2 separate regions of the Zea mays genome follow, and region 2 is linked to region 1. Evidence: chromatin contacts called from public Hi-C data. All regions are on one chromosome and are shown on one strand. The core of a region is the stretch at or near the end of the contact, and the rest is flanking DNA. Distances in the headings are between cores, read along the strand shown. Region 1 holds the start of LOC100383433 (Phox (PX) domain-containing protein). Region 2 holds the start of LOC103638736 (premnaspirodiene oxygenase).

What was found. Hi-C and Micro-C count contacts between places; a contact is called where the count stands out from the background.
Region 2: a contact with region 1 is called in a Hi-C map of ear, with 2.0 times the contacts expected there. The contact joins the promoter of LOC103638736 here to the promoter of LOC100383433 in region 1. A contact is called at or near these places in 2 of 25 Hi-C or Micro-C datasets (ear and tassel).

The regions. Positions count from the first base shown.
Region 1 is chr9:100,100,313-100,103,349 of Zm-B73-REFERENCE-NAM-5.0, forward strand. It overlaps LOC100383433 (Phox (PX) domain-containing protein), which reads left to right and starts at 1,264. Exons shown (of 10, transcript NM_001176083.1): 1 at 1,264-1,601; 2 at 2,597-2,725. The coding sequence starts at 1,482.
Region 2 is chr9:100,364,460-100,367,289 of Zm-B73-REFERENCE-NAM-5.0, forward strand. LOC103638736 (premnaspirodiene oxygenase) reads right to left here and starts at 1,560. Exons shown (of 2, transcript XM_008661569.4): 1 at 557-1,560; 2 at 1-450. The coding sequence starts at 1,444.

The DNA.
Region 1 (3,037 bases), core at 14-2,513:
TATTTCACCCTCCTATAGGAAAGGGAAGAGACAATATTCTTTCGTATAAGCAGACATAGAGCCAACATTCTTTCGCATAAAGTTCTGAACCGATGGCTATGAACTATTCTAAAAATTGACTTGCTAATTTGCATATGGATATATATTTCATTATGACGTGAAAACAATTTGCAAGTATGTATGATATGTTGTTTTACTAAACGACTTGACCAATCTATATTTTTGGTACAAAACGAATAAAAATTAGTTATCATAGTTATAATTGATATTAAACGCAAAGAAAATCATACAGCGCATCGAGGTAGCAAACTCACGTAAAAAGTATCATGGTTGGCCGGAACACGACCCGGTTTTAATTTTCCCCTATTTTTTTATAAAACTCTATATTATACTTGATTATAAATTATAAAACGAAAAATGTGTGTGTCATGTTGGCTAGACAGATGTGAGTTTAAAGCAAACAACCATGATTCAAATGACATTCACATTTACATACTTGCACGACTGTGCACATGCAAGCTTTGCATGGAGCGAAGGCGTTTGCATGCATGGTTGCATGCACCAATTTAGTTGCATACTTGCATGCGTGATTCGTGTGTGGGTTTAGTGGTTGCATGCAGACTGGGACCGGCTGCATGTGTGGCCACGCACGGGGACGCCGCAGACGCCAGCAGAGGATTGCATGCAGACTGAGGCCGGTTGCATGCGTGGCCACGCACGGGAACGCAGAGGATTGCATGCATGCATGTAGAGGATGGAGCGGGGGCACGGATGTGGTCTACATTAAGCTCTTAATAGTTAGTAGAGATAAGAACTTAGCCAGAGGAGAGACGAGTGGTGTGGACTGTGGGGGATGTAGCGGAGCGAGGAGGGAGGGAGAGCAAAGAGTGCAGGAATCGCACATACCGGAGCGGAGGCGGTGTAGACCACCGTGGACGCGTGCTCTCAGCCCACGGTAAAAAATAACGGAATGAGTATATAGAAAAATAGAATATATTTTGAATTCTATTTCTACGAAGTTAGTATACCAATAGAATATAATTGGATTTTTGCCACTCACAACGTTGTCTTCTTGTTATAATTACCACTGTGTCTATGAATTGTGGGTCCAGCTGTGTCTATGAAATGTGGATCTGATGGCAATTTTACAAACCTGTTTGTTGCTGATGACAAATATCAGAATCTCTCAAAATGCGAAGCGCCTTGTAGAAGAAAATCCAAATTTCTGCACCACCGCGGCGGAACCAACCGTGGCAGGGGACGGCCAAGGGCGGTCGCTGCCTTGCCTGGCGTTGACAGTTTGATGCGACCGCGGGAGCGTCCGCCCGACCGCCACCGCGTCCGCCTCAGCTCCCCTCGCTTCCCTCTAATTTCCAGCCCAGTAGTAGGGAGACTAGAATCGTCGGCGCGACGCCTTGGCAGATTCGTCCGCCCCGATCCCACCACCACCGTGCCCCGCGGGTGACGTCGGACCGGCGGCGATGGCAACGTCGGCGGCGGCGGGATCGCGCAGGAAGGCGCCGAGCCCTCCGAAGCACCGCCACGACGGTACCTCGCCGCTGCCTCTCGGCATGGACTGGAGCCCTCCCCCGAAGAGATGGGTAAGCGCCCGCCGCCCGCGACCCCCCTCTCGCATCTCTACTACCCAACCCCGTCGAGGTGCACCGTCCGGCTCGTCTTGATCCATGCACCGCTATGATCTCGGAGGCAGATGCGTGCCCCGCCAGCTACGTTGCTACCTGCTGGGGAGACCGGCGATCCCACCTCAAGGGCTAGATTTGATGCTGGTTCAGTCCGTTCTGGGGACGTAGATGTGTTTTAGTGTATTGGGGGTTGTCGATCGTGGGCAGGCGTTTTCGACCTGGATTTTGCTGCAGCTGAGTAGCGCGTGCTAGTATTGGGTCCAGGTATCAAATGTGTGCGTTAGGATCTGCAGTAAAATTCGCCAAAGTAGAGCGACCCGTTGTGCATGGTTGCTGATTCAGTAACTTAGAGCTTTCCTTCGATTAGGGTGTTAGATTTCTCCTGTTTAACTGGCAAACAGTAGAATAGGGACTTGACACGTTAGTTTACACAGTGGGATTGGATGAGTCGATTCCATTTTTCTTGTTCACTTTACTAGGATTTTGTATTATGTTTCTCTTGCAAGGAGTTGATTATGAGTTTCATGGTGTACTTCTGCTGAGTGGTCTTGAAAAAAATCAGATGTACCCAGCTTCAAAATATTGATTGCCTTGTTAATAAGTAGGTGTCTTGTGTCTTCTCTTCTGTGGAGTCTTGAGTGTAGCTTTGCTTACCTGGAATATAGGTGCCAGTTGTAATTTAGCTGCTTGATGTTTTGATCCTTTTCGTGTTATCATTTTAATTTCTTCCAATGCTGTCCCAATGGTCACTACTTCTGCCTGAAATAATTCTGCATGCCTATTGGGCAAAATTCACTGATGCATGCATATGTGGCAGAATTTCCATGAAAAGCTGCCCGTGTTCTAACAAGAAACATTTCATCTACTCACTGTAGTATTTGTTTCCACACAACTCTGAAACTATCCATTGGTCAATACATCTCACAGGCTCATTGCTTATTGACTGCATACAGGAGGGAAGGAACACCATATGGCCACACAACCCTCAAACAGGTTGGAGTTACTGTGTGATGATGCCTTCTTGGATCACCCAAACACCTGAAACTGGTGTCACAGCCGATAGCTTTTTGAAATCTGTCGTTGTAAGTGTTATTTTTATGCTTTTTTTATTTCTCCCACCTTTGTCTATCTAAAAAAACTCGACCTGCGGGGGGTAAGACAGCCCCCAGGTATTTTTTTTAAGAAGAAGACCTTCTCACACAGGTCGAGAAAACCCCTGAACCTCTACCCACCCATACATAGCGGCTCCGAAGCCCATGTGAGAACAACCACGACCGGGGCTTAGCCTTAGACCTGTGCCTTGGCGTGGGACAGACGAGATGATTTTTTTTTAACCACAGCCTGAAATTCGCTCCCACGGGGAGTCGAACCTAGGACCTGAGGAGTGCTACTTA
Region 2 (2,830 bases), core at 310-2,809, 260 kb after region 1:
GCAGATCCTCCGTCCGGCGCCGAACGGCACGAACTCGAAGTTCGTGCCCCTGAAGTCCACCTCCGCCCTGACGCTGCCGTCCTCGAACCTCTCCGGCCGGAACTCCTCGGCGTCGGGGCCCCAGCTCGCGGAGTCCCGGCCAATGGCCCAAGCGTTGACCAGCACCATGGCACCCTTGGGCACGTCGTACCCTAGGACGCCGCGCGTCTCCTCCTGGCACTCACGCGGGAGAAGCAGCGGCACTGCAGCGTGCAGACGCAGAGTCTCCTTAATGACCAGCTGCAGATAATGCATCTTTGGCAGGGCGTCCTCCGGCACGCGGTTTTGACGGGCGAGCACGTGACGCACTTCGGCCTGCGCCTTGCGCAGCGCCGCCGGATGCCGCATCAGCTCCGCCATGGCCCACTGCAGCGTCGTCGCCGTCGTCTCGCTCCCCGCGCTGAAAAGATCCTAAGTGCACGACGCCCCATTCGAAAAATACAAATAATGTCAACACATTGCAAAAGGCGACGTAATTTCGTCGAAAACGTTGGGGGAGAGAGAGAGCTGAGCTTACGATGATCACGGCGCGGATGGTGCCCATGTCGAGGGGGACCTGCAGGCCGCCGTCCTTCTGGATTCTCAGTAGAACGTCTAGCAGGTCTTCCTCGTCGTTTCCAGCACCGGCCGCCCTCCTCTCCTGGTGCTCCGCGATGACGCCGTCCATGAGCAGTGTCATCGCGCGGTGGTGCGCTTCCGCGCGCCGCGCCGCCCCGCTGAACGCTCGCGCGATCCTGGACGATGGGAACACGTCGGCGAGGCTGAACCCCGCGGCCACCCTGACGCCCTCGTCCAGCTTCTCCAGGAACGTGTCGCGGTCCCTGATCTGGCCGCCCACCACGGCACGGACGACCGCGTCGGTGACGTACGTGGCGAGGAGGGCGCTCATGTTCACGGGCTTCGATGACGACGCGACGGACGCGACGAGGTTGGCGGCCTCGGCCTCGCGCCCACGGCGGAGGGACATCACGCGCCGCGCGCTGAGCAGCTCGGTGACGCAGAGTTTGCGGAGCTGGCGCCAGTGCTCGCCGTGCGGCGCGAATGCGATGCCGAGGCCTTCCCGGGTGAGCTCCCGGATGGTGGCGGTCCGGGGCCGCGTTGCGAACGCGGCGTCGTGTGTCTTCATGACCTCCCGGGCCGCGTCGGGCGACGACGCCACGACGACGTGGAGCTCTCCCAGGCGGAGCAGCATGAGCGGGCCGTGCCGCTTCGCCAGGTCACGCATGGCGCGGTGCGGGAGCGCGCCCACGAGGTGGTGCAGGCTGCCAATCACCGGGAGCTGCCATGGGCCGGGAGGCGGTTTATTGCCGTGGTTGCGCCGCCTGAGCTTGACGACGAGGAGCGGCAGCAGCAGGATCGCCACCAAGAAGAGGTGATGGTAGGATGATTGGATTTCTTGGTCCATGGTTTCAGTTGCACCTCGGAGTTTTCCTTGACTTCTAGTAGTACTGCATAGTAGAGCAGAGTTCGTTTAAGTGTAGTGCTAACATGATCCAGGTTGCCAAAAAAAAAAAAAAAAAACAAATTTCCAGGAAATGAGATGCCCCGTGGACCGGCATATTTTAAATAGCACGTTTCCAGATTGCTTCTATACTGTATGGGGATTCGCATTCAGATCTAGAAGCAATGTGGTGTAAATAAATAATAATGCGTCCACTGACAAGATACAGCGATGTCGAATAAAAATACAAATTGTTTAATATGCGGTCCAATTATAGGGGTGCTTATTTGATTGCTATCCGTTAACAACCAAAACTATCTATTTTACGTAGTTAATAAAATATAAAATAGATCCCATCATTATGTTCCTTTTATTGAGATAGTAAAAACAACATATATAAAACGTCCAATTGAAAATTCAGATAATGAAGTTATCCGCCAGAAGATGTCACATCTAGTTTTTACCCTTCTGATTTCGCTTAGGGGCAGTTCGTTTTTACTGGAATGGAGGCATGAAATAATTCCTAGTCGGGTCGTTTCTCTAATTTATACAAGTTTTGATTATTTGGAATGATTACTGGTCTATTCCTGGACAAACGAACAAGACGTTACTATTTTACAACTAGAACATCAGGCGCCATTACGAGCGCCCTATCAAGACATCTCAGCTAAAAGATAGTCCATTGCATCTAGTATCTGACCAATAACGATACATTAGATGTGGTTATGAAAGGAAATGTGTAAAATTAGAAATTCTTGCAAGTGTACACAAGAAGACCAAGAGTATAGCAGCAAGTATCATGAGTAATAATAAATTAGACTTTCGATTGGTGCCCTGGTCTTGATTAAATTAGACTGCAAGGAAGATCACAAGTGTCCTGAGCGGCAAGTCATAGAAAATATAAGTCATAGAAAATATGTATGTTACGAAAATGGAAGCAAAATATCCTTATTGTCTAGTTATAGTTTTTTATGTGTACTGAAATTAGCTTAAGAAAGGCATGGAGTAAGCCGACAAAGAGACTTAAGACCTGTTTGGTGTGGCGCCAAAACCGCCGCACCGCGCCTAAGCCGCGGCACTCGATTTGGCCGCCAGAACCGCGACACAAAATCTGTGGCGCGTGTGGGCGTTTGCGGCGGCCAACCAAACATGCTCTTAGAACATCTCCACTTGTCAGGTTAAACCTTCTAGATCCGCAAATGCTACATAGTATCCATCTCTGTTTGTAGGGTTGTAATATTTTAACTTGCATTTGTTTTTCAGTCTAAGATCCAATTTCTTGTAACAAGAAACTCATGTAAGGGCATTTTTCTGAAGAAGATAAGAAAGGAAAGTACCTGGCACCCATGG